Linked DNA regions of Sus scrofa: region 2 is linked to region 1. A link is a contact called in public Hi-C data. All regions are on one chromosome and are shown on one strand. Each heading gives the region's core, a stretch centred on a gene start, on an enhancer-like site or on the middle of the called end of the contact. The rest is flanking DNA. Distances are from core to core; before and after follow the strand shown. Region 1 overlaps MMP16 (matrix metalloproteinase-16). Region 2 has its middle 440 kb from the start of MMP16.

The links. A called contact is a pair of places that touch in the nucleus more often than the background predicts.
Region 2: a contact with region 1 is called in a Hi-C map of fetal heart ventricle, with 3 times the contacts expected there. The contact joins two enhancer-like sites. A contact is called at or near these places in 4 of 47 Hi-C or Micro-C datasets (embryonic fibroblasts, fetal heart ventricle, fibroblasts and 1 more).

The regions. Positions count from the first base shown.
Region 1 is chr4:48,562,362-48,569,557 of Sscrofa11.1, reverse strand. The region is part of intron 1 of MMP16 (matrix metalloproteinase-16); the gene reads right to left. Among named protein-coding and RNA genes, the nearest start is that of MMP16, 9.1 kb to the right of the region's middle. Within about 2 kb of position 4,712, at least 5 of the 83 cell types and tissues checked have an H3K27ac peak or open chromatin away from gene starts, as enhancers often do.
Region 2 is chr4:48,988,332-48,995,495 of Sscrofa11.1, reverse strand. No RefSeq gene overlaps it. Among named protein-coding and RNA genes, the nearest start is that of MMP16, 440 kb to the right of the region's middle. Within about 2 kb of position 4,640, at least 1 of the 83 cell types and tissues checked has an H3K27ac peak or open chromatin away from gene starts, as enhancers often do.

The DNA.
Region 1 (7,196 bases), core at 3,463-5,962:
ATTATTTATATGTGTGTGTATATATATACATATATACCCACACAATTATATATATATATATATATACATATATATATATATATATATATAAAACTGAACCACTTTGCTGTACAACTTAAACTAATATAACATAGTAACTATACTTTGATTTTTTTAAAAACTGGAAGAAGAGAAACAAATATGAGAATCTTTGGAAAAAAATAAAACAATGTCTTTCTTTTACTATTTTTTATAAAATGTGTTTTTCATAAAACATGTTATCTATATTATTACATTAACTTTATTATTGTTATGTTTTGGCCACATCTACAACATGCAGAATTTCCCAGGCCAGGGATGGAACCTGGGCCATAGCAGTGATGATGCTGAATCCTTAACCACTAGGCCACCAAGGAACTCCTATTGTTATTTTTAAATGAATGTCTAAATAAATATTTTTAAACTTTCTCAGATTTACTTGCCTACCACAAGTAAATAGATATAAATACAAGTAATAGATATAAATCACACAATAAAAACTTCTAGAGGCTTTCAATAATTTTAGGCCTTCACAGGGACTTTTAGTTTGAAGATCACTGTATTATAACATAGAGCACAGACGATAACATTTCAGATATGAGGCTGGAGAGAAGGGTGAGATCTGATTCAGGTACTGTCCCCACTGAGCCTTTGGCTGATTCTTTCTCTGGCCTGCAGGAGTTACTTCACAAGAATGTGCAGACCACATTCACTTCTCAACTGAATACTCCAGAGGATGAAGGATACCTGATGTTTAGTGACTTAAAGACCATTGTTTCACATGTTTTGTCCATTTTTTGTTTATTTCGGCAGGGGATGGTAAATCAGGAGTCTATTAGTTACTTGATCCATTATCCTTTACCTCTTTAATCTTAGAACAACCCTTGAGTTGAGTAGTATTATCTCTATTTTGCACAGGAGGAAACTGGGGCACACAGTCAATAACTTAGCTCACTCAAATTCACTGAGCTTTAGTGCTAAAGCTAAGATTTTTAAGCAAGTCTTTCCAAGCTCCTGCACACAGCCATTAGAATACACTGCCCGTATAGAAAGTAAAAGAGAGTTGAATGGATAGTTAACACTAGGAATGTTTTATAAAATCAGTTAGATTTTCACCTTTTTAAATTGGTTTAGTAACAGTCTTTCCTTAAAAGGCTAATAAGTGAACTAAGTGAGCCTTGAAAGCTATATCCAGCAATAAACTTGAGGACTAAAGATTTTTTACACCCTTCGGTCACCATCAAGTTGAAGTTTCCATTCTCTCCATAACAAAGGCAATACCTAGACATCAGGCCTATTCTCAAACAGTGAGCTCAGAAGCTCCTGATCCATCTCTGAAATGATCTATCTCTGAGAAAGTTCTGCTTTACAATAATCTATCAGAAACAATCAAATAAATCTGTTTCCTCGTATTTTCAACACAATCGAAGCAATATACAAAAATTACAAACTCCAGCACTCATGCCAGTCAGCAGCCATATATGTACACATTCTTCCCCAGCAGGGCACTGAACACAGATATAATAGGTTTTCCTTTACCTTTTCTACAGTATTTTATACTTTTCACCTTGGGATGTAATCAAATCTTCCTAATCTTCCAAATCTTCAAAAATCACATTTACTGTGACAATAGCAATACGACAAACAGTTGAGAAATGTGATATTATGATTAGCTCAATATTACATATAATTTAAGACTATGCCACATTTAATGTTATAGGCAATTTAACATAAGTTACTACTTTTCTGAGTAAAAAATCATAAAGGGTATTCAATAGTAAAATTATCTTAAGCAGCACTACATAATCTTGAATCAACAAATCAAATCAACAACAGTGGGGGGTTCCCATTGTGGCTCAGCAGTAACAAACCCAACTGTTATCCCTGAGGATGTGAGTTCTATCCCCAGCCTTGCTCAGTGGGTTAAGGATTTGGGGTTGCTGTGAGCTGTGGTGTAGGTTGCAGAAGTGGCTTAGATCCCACATTGCTATGGCTGGGGCGTAGGCTGCAGCTCTGATTCGACCCCTAGCCTGGGAACTTCTATATGCTATAGGTATGGCCCTAAAAAGCAAAAAAAAAAAAAAAAAAAAAAAAAAACCCAAAAAACAAAACAAAACAAAACAGTCTATACAGTTTTTACTCCAGGTAAGATTCTACACTAGGATAGATCCAGCACTTTCTTTATGTATGTCAATGATTTCTTTTCAGTTTGGAATATAAAAGATGTGAGCAATGAAACTGCATTACACTGTCCTTACTGGAAACCTGGGAGTTAATTCTCACCTGTATTTTCTTAGTTAGAATCCTGGGCTCCACAGCCAACCTGCCTGCTTTGATTCTGAGCTATTCTACTTCAGGAGAATACAGAGCTTTAAGGTCTTGGCAAGTTCCTCAACCTCTCTGTGCCTCACATTCCTCAACTGTGAAAGAGAAATAGTAGTTCTAACTCACAAGATTGTAATAAAGTTTAAATGAGTTAAAATATATGAAGCACTTAGAACACTATCAGGCATACAGCAAATGCTCAACCTGTGTTAATTAACATTGTTTCTATTACATTAAATTAAGATGTTCAATAGAATTAATTCCAGGCATTTCCACTTTACAGCATATAATTTTTCCTATAATCCCAGTAATCAGCAAAAATGAAGAAACTGAAATATACCTCATTCTTGCCTAAGAAGATTGCTTGGGATTGTCTCAACACTGTTATAAAATCTGTGCTACAAACAAGCAATAAAGACCAGAAACCCATTTATGAATAGGCAAAGACTGTTTTAGTAATTTCCTTTAGTCATGGGACAAACAATTTCACTCATGCCACATACAGGAGCAAGTAAGTTCTATGAATAGAGTTGTTGTAATATTAAAACATTCAAATGTCCCAAAGAGTTTTATCTGTAACCTGGAGTTCTTACAAGCTGGTTCTCAATTTCATGCAAATCACTGAGTATACATTTGATACTGGAAGTTCTTTGAATCTATTCTGCCTTATTCACAATAAAAGAGGGGAGAAGTAGAAATGTGGCTTCTTGTAAAATTTTATCCAATTTCCATACCTGGTCTCCTATAATATATCTAAAATATAAAGTCCCTCAAGACTCCAACTGGGAGAAACAAGTAGGACCACGAGAAGAAACTGACTTGCAATTGTTTAAAAGAGGGAATGAATGTACGGACATTAGAAACCTAAAACAAATTCAAATTTCTAAATGCTATAAACATTGAGAAACTATTAACACCTAGTATGAATTCAACAGTGAAAAGTTCCCATGGAAAATGTCTCCACTGAGATCACTTAGGGTCTGTCTCTGCAGCAGCCACCTGCAGAGGGACAGCCTTGCATGCCACTGACATCAGTTCAGGTGCATGCAATTTGAGGACAGGAAATAAGTTCACAAAAGTATCCAGCTTCCTTAAAAAAAAAATGGCAGTTTATTCCCCCCTAACTTGAGCATGACTAAAACAAATACTATAAAATTCCATTCCAGTGAGTAGTTTATTTGGTCATTTGAATACATCACTCTAAGGACAATCTCTCCTGAGAATATCTGTCTGTGGGGCCATGACTTATTTTGTTTATCCATTATTTCACTTAATTGACTAGATTAAAGACTTTTAAAAAATCTGAATAATGCTTATGAGCAGATTATAATATCTTAATTAAATGTTGGCAGCCCCCGATGCATTAGTGACTGCCTTTTTTTTAATCCCCCTTATATAACAATCTGCTCAACTGAAAACATATCTAAAGTTTCTATTTAAAGCTAAAGCACTGTTTCACACTTTAGTGGCTCATTTCTTACATATTTTTTAAAAAGAAGAATAGGTAAAAATCTTTTTTAAAAAAAAATGTGTTTTCATTTAATAATATTTTTTCAATAAATTCCCATGGCAAACATTAAAAAATAACTTTAGTCTGACAAGCTTTTATTTTTATTTTTAATTTTTTTTTCTCTTTTTTTTTAGGGCTCCACCTTCAGCATATGGAAGTTGCCAGGCTAGGGGTCTAATCAGAGCTGCAGCTGTTGGGCTACACTACAGCCAAGGCAACAGAGGATCCAAGCCATGTCTGCAACCTACACCACAGCTCACGGCACTGACAGATCCTTAACCCACTGAGTTGAGCCAGGGATCGAACCGGTATCCTCAAGGATACTAGTCGGGTTTGTTACTACTGATCCACAATGGGAACTCTCCAGTCTGACAAGCTTTTAAAAGTGGATATTTGCTACACATAATCTAAAAGACATAATCAGATTAGATCTATCGCATCTCTAATCTGAATGACAATTATTTCGTTCTTCATTTTGGTTAAAATAAGACTACCAAAGCACCTACAGTGACTATGTTACATAGTATATGACCTATGCAACACCTAAAAACAGGAGAAATATAAAGTAATACTGCATTATAACAGACTTTGTCATACTGTCATGCCCAAATTCCCTCCAAACTCCCCCAACAGTGTTAGTTTCCTTCCTAGGTCATAAAACATGTAATCACTGGTACCAAGTGGCTATCCGTAAACCCAGTTCACATATTAAATCCTGAACCACGTGTTCATTGATTTCCTTAAGTTATGACTGGCTATGATTCATTTTAAGACATCTAATTAATTGCACCTACTGGCCTTGATTTTAAACCAAGTTCTACCACTAGAACCTTTAAACAGCTCAATAGCTCCCTCTAGCCTCCTTTTATATACTACACCCGCAGGTCACAATCAAAGGTTAGAGGCCTATTGTGGGATTACTCTTTCTTGGCTAAACTTGTTAAACTCATCAAGATATTCCACTGGTTCAGACCCAAGAATGCACAATGCCAAATGGTCGTGGTGAGGCACTAAGACAGAGAACGTCCATTCAGAGTGATAAATGACAGGAAGCAGCAATCAAACGTGATTTCATGAATAACCCCAAAATCTATAACTTTCCCAAGGAAAAGAAGGCAAAAGAAAAAAGAGTATCTCACATATTTTTACACAATAGTTTATCTTTTAACCTAGAATATGTTTGCTGTTTGCATAAGCTGCATATTTTATAAAAGAAATACGGTCTGATTTTTCACATTCAAAATCAAATGTGTTGTAAAGAACAAAAATAACCCTCAAAGATCCAGGTGCCAAAATTATTTTCCACAGTGGGCAAAAGGGACATACAGTACAGGCATTTCATTTCACTATAAAATATGTGTAATTTTTATATATAGATAGATTGGAATTTTGAAACCCCTCCCCCCAAAATTATTTTGGTCTTGATCTTATTCCAACTTGCCTTTTTATGATTGAGGTACCACTTGTAGATACATATTTTTCAAAATAACATCAAGCCATGTTTTTAACATTGAAATTTTAAAGTTTGATACCTTGGCCAAAATTGATTTTAAAATTACATATAATTTGCTGCCAGTGTTTTTAGTACTCAGCAGAAGGCTAGGATCATTTCCAAAATGGAACGTCCTGTGTCACTACAGATGATAACAAATGTTAGATTTAAGCTGCACTTTCTATATTTCTTCATGATAGGTATTTCAGGGAAAAAAGTCTGAACACTTTATATTTGTGATCTAGTTGCCCCAAAATTTACAGGACAAATATGTACATTGTTCCCCTTGCCCGTATAAATTAAGATCGGAGCTAGAAGCAACAGAATTTCAAATTTGGAAATGACCTTAGGGACAGTTTAGTTCAATTCTTATTTTTGCAGATGAAGGCATTAAAGAAATGATTTGTCCAAGATCAAGGATATGTTAGTTCAAGAACCAAGTTAAAGGCCATGCCCCTTGACCTTCTCTTCCCAGGGCTCCCTTATACTTTATCACTAGCTATCTCCTATTCCCAATGTTATATGAACAAGATTTTTTTAAACTTCCCTGTCACTGAATAAAACATATTATATATTTTTCTGCCTATCCTCCTCCTTCTCCTATTAATTAAAAAAAAAAAAAAAAAGACCTTTCTGTTCTGGATTTGGAGGTAACATAGAGATGGCCTAAGTTATATGTCAAATTATACTCCTATTTTGAATAGAAGGTACTTGGGCCTAGAGCCAATTAAAATAAACAGGTCCATTGTATCTAAAGGTCTGTTTCTTTTCCAGTATGTTAGAAAAGATGAACAGATTTCAACAAACTCAGTCTTATAAAAGAAGGTGTGAGCTGAACTTGACATTCTATGATAGTAACAGATGACGAGACAAAATGTGAAAATCACATTCCTGAACTAAACTGTCTAAGAAAAACCCACGGGAAGAAAATGTACTGATGTTAGCTTGGTTTATTTTCAATATATTACACTTTGAAAAAATTGAAAAGTATTAAAAAGAAATCTTCCTAGACCAGCTGGTATATCCTCACCTGATAGACTTTTATGTAATTAGATACTATCCTGCCAATTACCTTTGAAGCAGCATTTTTTTTTTACTAATAATAACGACATCTAAAAAAGTATGGAGTGTTTAACCATGTGAAGGAATGTTCCTATCTATCTATCTATCTATCTATCTATCTATCTAATATGATATACATTTAATCATCAGGACTACCATATAAGACTAATACCATTAGTATCTCCATTTTATAGATACATACACTGAGGCTCACAGAGATTAATCATCTTGTCTGTTATTGACTTAAAGATTAACTTGCAAGTAAAAGGCCTGGGGTTTGAATCCAAGCAATTTAGTGCTAGAATAGGTGCTCTTTTTTTAATTGAAGTATAGTGGATTTACAATGTTGTATTAGTTTCTGGTATACAAAAAAGTGATTCAGATCTTTCAGATTCTTTTCCATTATAGGTTATTATAAGATACTAAATACAGTTCTCTGTCCTGTACAGTAGGACCTTGTTTATCTATTTTACAGATAGTAATTGATCCCTCCCCCTCTTTCTTCTTTGGTAACCACTGTTTGCTTTTTATGTTTGTGAGTCTGTTTCTGTTCTATAAATAAGTTCATTTGTATCATTTTTTAGATTCCACATACAAGTGACAGCATATGATATTTGTCTTTCTCTGATTTATTTCACTTAGTACAATAATCTCTAAGTGCAACCATATTGCTGCAAATGGCATTATTTCATTATTTGCTATATTTTTATATGAGTAATCAGAATATGTGCTCTTAATCACTATACTATACCATAATAAAATGATTTGATGAATATAACTACATTCATA
Region 2 (7,164 bases), core at 3,391-5,890, 430 kb before region 1:
GTCCCATACATATATGCAACTTCATTTATCTTCATGTTTCATTTTAGAATATTGAGGGGATTACTCCTTGAGTTATCACTTAAAGTTAATATCTACTTATGCTAAAAACTGGTTCTCTACAGCTTTCTCCCTTTCCACTTTCCTGACAGTGATCAAATTCTCCCAGTCAACATTAGGAACTGAATCTTCCCAGGCATTTCCCCTACTACCTTTCTATTCTCAAGGGAATTAAGCACTTTCACTGGTTACCTTCTTCACCTGATTTTCTCACTGAGAACACAGTTGCTTCCTTTTCCAGCAATATATCTCTGCCTTTGCTCAGCCACATCCCTGCCATTTCTCAACCAAATCAATCTGCACAACGTCTCAGCCAAATTAACATATTGACAGCTCTGTGTTTAAAATTTCTTGTCAGAACTTGTGTAAGTCATTGTAATTTCTACCTCCCAGGTCTCAGATATGCCTTTGAAATCACACAGAGTAAGTGGACTTCCTCTTTCAGAACAGTATATTAATTAAGACTATGAGTTTCAGAATTAAACTGGAGTTGCAGCATGGCTCAGCAGGTTAAGGTTCTGGCATTATCACTGCTCTGGCTCTGGTTACAGCTGTGGCACAAGCTTAATCCTTGGCCTGAGAAGTTCCATAAACCATGCACATGGCCAAAAAAAAAAAAAAAGGAAAACCAAAAGCTAGAATCAGATCGTGTCTCTTCAAATCCCATCTCCCCCTTTGTACCTGTAAGAACTTAATCATTCTTAAACTTGCTTGCCAATATTTATTTGAATACTGATTCTTTGTGCTTATACGAGTTTCCTATTGCTATTGTAACAACTTACCACAAAACTAGTGGTTTAAAATGACACGAATTTATTTTCTTACAGTTATATTGGTCAGAAGTATTTAGTGGATCTCACTGAACTAAAATCAAAGGGTAGGCATAGCTGTATTGCCTTTCTGGGAGCTCTAGAGGAGAATCCATTCTCTTGACTTTTCAGCTTCTAGATGCTGCTAATATTCCTTGGCCCATTGTTCCCTTCCATCTTCAAAAGGAGCAAAATTTGTTTAAGCCTTTCTTGCAATGCCATCTCTCTTGTTCTGACTCTTCTGCCTCCCTCTTCTATCATTTATGCACTGTTGTGATCACATTAGGCAAAACAGGAAAATCTCCCTATCTTTATTAACAACCTTAACTCCATTTACAAACTAAGTATTCTTTTGCTGTATAAACTAAGGTGGTCAAAGGTTCAAAGAATTACACCATGGACATATTTGGAGGACTATTAATCTGCCTACCACACCATTCAATACTGTGTTCTATTTTTCTCCATCCTTTTTTTGATTTTGTGTTTTGTTTAAACCTATTAATATAATCCATGATATCAATCTACTTAATTCATAATGATAAGATCAATGAACACTTAGTTTATGTAAGAAAAAAAGAGTGCTCAGTCTGAACATTAAAAGGTAAGAAAAATAAACACAGTTGGAATAAAGAAGGAAGGTCATTGGAGACAGAAGAAATTCATGAAAAAAGAATAAGCAAACTAAACATAAATTTTAGTAAAGTTCTGGAAGCAAGAACTTCATTTTAGAAATGAATAAAAAGACTTAACCACCCAAGGCAATCTACAGATACAGTGCAATCCCTATAAAATTACCAATGGCATTTTTCACAGAACTAGAACAAAAATTTGTTTAACTTTGTATGGAAACACAAAAAACCCTGAATAGCCAAAGCACTGTGAAAAAGAAAAACAGAACTAGAAGATCGGGATCCCTGACTTTCAACTATACCATAAAGCTACATAATCAAAACAGTATGGCACTGGCACAAAACAGAAATATGGATCAATGGAACAGTATAGAAAGCCTAGAGATAAACCCATGCAGTTATGGTCAACTAATCTATGACAAAGGAGGCAAGAATACACAATGGAGAAAAGACAGACTCTTCAATAAGTGGTGCTGGGAAAAGTGGACAGCTACAAGTAAAAGAATGAAATTAGAACATTCTCTAACACATACACAAAAATAAACTCAAAATGGATTAAAGATCTAAATGTAAGATCAAATACTATAAAACTCTTAGAGGAAAACTTGTGTGCATTGTGTCAATCACTCATTGAAATAAATCACAATATCTTTCTTGACCCACTTCCTAGAGTAATAAAAATAAACCAATTAGACCTAATCAAGCTCAAAAGATTTTACACAGCAAAAATGAAAGACAACTCACAGAATGGGAGAAAATATTGCAGATACAACCCACAGAATGGGAGAAAATATTGCAAAGAAGCAAACAACTAGGGATTCATCTCTAAAATATATAAATATCTCCTACAGGTTTATATCAAATAAACAACCCAATCAAAAAACAGAAGATTTAAACAGACGTTTATACAAAGGCAGACAGATGGCAAACAAGCTTATGAAAAAATGCTCAACATCACTAATTATTAGAGAAATATAAATCAAAACTACTATGAGTTACCATGTCACACCAGTATGAGTGACCATCATCAAAAAATCTACGAATAATAAATGCTGTCGAAGTTGTGAAGAAAAGGGAACACTCCTACACTCTTGGTGAGAATGTAAGCTGGTACAGCCACTATAAAGAACAGTATGAAAGTTCCTTAAAAATCCAAAAATAGAGCTACCATATGATCCTACAATTCTACTCCCAGGCATATATCCAGAGAAAACCATAACTTGAAAAAATACATGTACCCAAGTGTTAACTGGAACACTATTTACAGTAACCAAGACATAGGAGAGAACTTAATGTTAACTGATGGTTGAATGAACTGACAAATGACACATATAAAATGTAATATTACTCAGCCATGAAAAAGAATGAAATAATACTATTTTCCAAAACATATATGAACCAAAAATTACATATTAAGTGAAATAAGCCACACAAAGATAAATATCACAGGGTATCACTTATATGTAGAATCTAAAAAATGATACAAATGAACATATTTATAAAACAGAAACAGATTCACAGACATAGAAAAAAAATTTATGGTTACCAAAGGGGATAGTGAGGGAGGGAGAGAAAAATTAGGAGTTTGGGATTAACGTATATTATATATATATGTTAACAAATGCTGGAGAAGTTGTGAAGGAAAGGGAATACTCCTACACTCTTGGTGAGAATGTAAACTGGTACGGCTTTTATGAACAATAGATAACAAGGACCTGCTGTACAACACAGAGAATATACTCACTATCTTGTAATAACCTATAATGGAAGAGAAGATAAATATATGAATATATGTTTATGTATATATATATATAACTGAATCACTATATAATAAGTTATATATGCTGTATACCTGAAACTAATATATTATAAATCAACTATACATCAATTGTAAAAAATAAAATCTGCCAATGACCTTCTTAGTCTTAATGAACAAGGAAGATCTTTGTTTTAAATTGAGCACTGACATGTTAAGAACAACATTTTTAGATATTATTTAAAAAGATCAAATTTCAACATGTTGAGTTTAAACTAAAACAGACAGGCACATAACAGCTCATGCCTTATCATTCTTTGTTATATTATCACCAAAATCATACACCAAAGGCTTGTGAAGGAGATTACAACTGCCTGGCGCCTACCTACAGCAATAAAAATTTCCAAATGAAGGAGGAAAAAATGTAACTTTTTATTTTTTTATTTTTTTTTACAGTTATCACTTCATTAACCTTTATTTATTTATTTATTATTTTCTTTATTTTTTCATTATAGCTGGCTTACAGTGTTCTCCCAACTTTCTACTGTACAGTGTGTTGACTCGGTTGCACATGTATGTATAGGTTCTTTTTTCTCCCATTGTCATGCCTTGTCACAAGTGACCAGACATAGTTTCCAGAGCTATACAGCAGGATCTCATTGCCTATCCCATTGCCTATCCATTCCAAAGGCAAAATGTAATTTTTAAAATAATATCTTTAAACTGTTCAAATGAGATCTGTAATTTAAAACTTTTAATATCCAAGAAGATTAATAATTAAAATAACTTCCTTGGGAATAAAAAAATTAAAAAACTAAAATAAGGATTATAAATTCTTTCACAATGGAAAACATACCACACAAGACCATTTGAGACTGAAAGAGGTCACAGTTAATATTTACACTGAGACAAAAGAAGCAAGTTATGACTTCCCAGAACAAACTTGGAAATATGGTCACCCTGTGTATAACAAAGTTGCACAATCCGTGTGAGTGGAGACCCCAATATTAAGTTTATATTCACATGTTTATTATAATTTCATATTGCTGATATGTAATGGATAGATGATAGATAGATACATAGATAGTAGAGGAACAGGGACAAAGATAAATATAGTTTTGTATTTCAATGAATATTACCTTGACTTTAATTTGATTTGCTACTTTCAGATGCCAGGGAATAAATGCAATATGAATCAAAAAGCAAAATTATATTGGCCCTAGGTAATTGACGTTGAATTATAGAAGCAAGTATCACATAATAAATACTAGAAAAGCCTCAAGTTCAAGAATGGGCAACACGTCAAGAGTTTTGGGAAGCACGATTTTGGAAGAAAACAAGTGAAAGCCTTTTAAAGTGCTAGGAGAGTCCACAGAAAGAAGACTAGAGGGAAAAATGGGAAAGGAAATTAGCATCATTGAATTGGATACTTACAATGAGTGAATTTCACAGCACATAAATTACACCTTAAGAAAACTGTTAAAAGAGAATTTTAAAACATGACACAATATTGTGTTTTTATTTTATCACATCATCTTTTGTTTTAGTAACCATTATTTTGTGAATCATAGACATGCCTTTTATATGACTGTTGAATAACAGTGTCAGAGAATGGTGGTTAATGGCTCTTTGTCATATTGAGGGCCTCTCTAGGGATATGCTAGAGGGTTCAGCCATTGATCAAGTCATAGTCAATAAATGTGTTCATTATTTGGATTGAGACATCTAAGTTTATTTATCAAAAGTTCAGATAACTCCAAATTGAAAGTTACTGTTAAGGTGACGACAGATTCAGATAAGTTATTTTGACAAGTTAAAAAGCTAGACCAGAGTTAGCAAGATTATATGTAAAATTTTATCTATTTTTTAAGTATAACATATCTAAGATGAGCGGTTTCCTGAGGTATAACAGGCATGAAAGAATGGTTTCAAACAGCACAGGTTATTTCTTGCTCATGCCCATCCCTGGGGCTTGACATAAATTTGGCAATGGGGCTCTGTGCTTAGACACATTTAGGTTTAAAAGCAAAGCAGCACCATCTCAGTAATCTCTGGTAGGTGTAGCAAAAAGAAAGCAGACGTAGCTAAATATCTCCCTGGCTCTTAGAAATCCAGCCAGAAGTGACAGATGACACTTCCCCTCACAATCCATGTTCCAAAGGAAGTCATGTAATCACATCAACTGCAAGTGGGTAGGGAAATTCTATCATACTCTGTGCCCATCATGTGAATCACAAATATATGACCAACAACACTAATATCTATTGCAAATTGTTGAAAGAAATTAATGACTGTTGTTGGCAGATTTCTCAGATGGCCTCCAAGATTCCTGTATTCTAGTCCTTCTCCTAGAGATAAGCCGTAAATAATCCCTTCCTTTCCAATGTTTACTTAAACTTGTGAATATCATGGATTTCTGATGAGGCCTGCTCCTCAACCCAGGTTCCAAAGTCAGCAGTGCTGCAGAAATAAGAAGAAAGAGACACAGACATAGAGTGGGGATCAGGGGGCTACCGCCTTCAAGAGGCAATAGCAACCCTCTGAGCCAACTCATGGTTTTTATTTACTATTTCCAACTTCCTTGTATGTGCAGGGGATACATCGGTATTTTACTTCAAACTTATTGGAAGCAAGATATGCTAGGACAGTCATTCCTAAGCACATAAAGTAATCATAAATGTTTTAGCCCTCCCAGGCCGTAATTTGTTGTTTGCTTCAAGCCGTCTCTGGCCTCTCCCATAAACCCCCCAAGGCTCCAGTCCTGAGAATGTCAGAGCTGATGGTTTTCCATCAGCAACATCAGTGCTTCAGCAATCTTGTTTTCAAGATGCTAGTTTTTGATGCTGTTCTCATTCGTTTTGCCTCAAGGGTCATGAGAGAGTCACAAGACTTTGTAAAGTATAGACTGACCTTCTACAGCCACTCTATGGCGCCAGTCTTTTCTTTCCATTCTTTGTCATGTTGCATATTCATGCCTCCAACAGATTTCACTCCTGTGATTAGGTTACTTTATATGACCAAAGTCATATCTGCAGCTTGTATTCAACCACTGGCCTGGGAATGTCTATATGCAGCCTGGGTGATCACTAAAATATATATACATATGTAATATATATATATATAATATATATATACACACAAATATACATGTACTTAAACATACATGTATATGTTTGTATGTACATATGTGTTTATACATGTATACATATACATGTATTTACATACATACATATATACAAATATATATACATATATATGTTGTTTTAAGCCACAAGGTTGTGATAATTTGTTCCTCAGGGTAGAAAATGAATATGATTACAAAAGAGCAAGTTCATAATATATTATATTTTAAAAGCCAACCACCCAAAATACAAAAATGATGGTCAATTTTGGTTAAAAAAAATGGATATACCTGCATAGGAAACTAATTGTACTATTCATGCTGTCAAAATATTAACAAAAATGATTAAACCTGGAAGATAATTGTCCCAATCATCATATATGCATAATCTATCTTCATAATATCCTAAAGATAATTATTATTATCATTATTTATGTCAGTTGGATGATCTTTATTTTTACTTTTTAGATTTTCATGTATTTTCTAAATTATGAATCAACATATTTTTCTTTTATAGTTAGATACTAATTACAAAAATGCTTAAAGTTATTTCCCAGACTTATAGAAAAAGATAGCAATTTACACTAACAAAATGAAAAACACACAAATTGTGAACATGTCTAATTTAATGTGATCCCACAGTATAATGAGACTACAAAATCATATTAGTCATCTCAATCAAATTTAGTAGACTTCCTTGGTGTCCAGTGAGTATCCACTTTCTAGTTCACAGATGGTCATCTTATTGATGTATTTTCATATGATTGAAGGAGCAAGAGAGTTCTCCTGGAT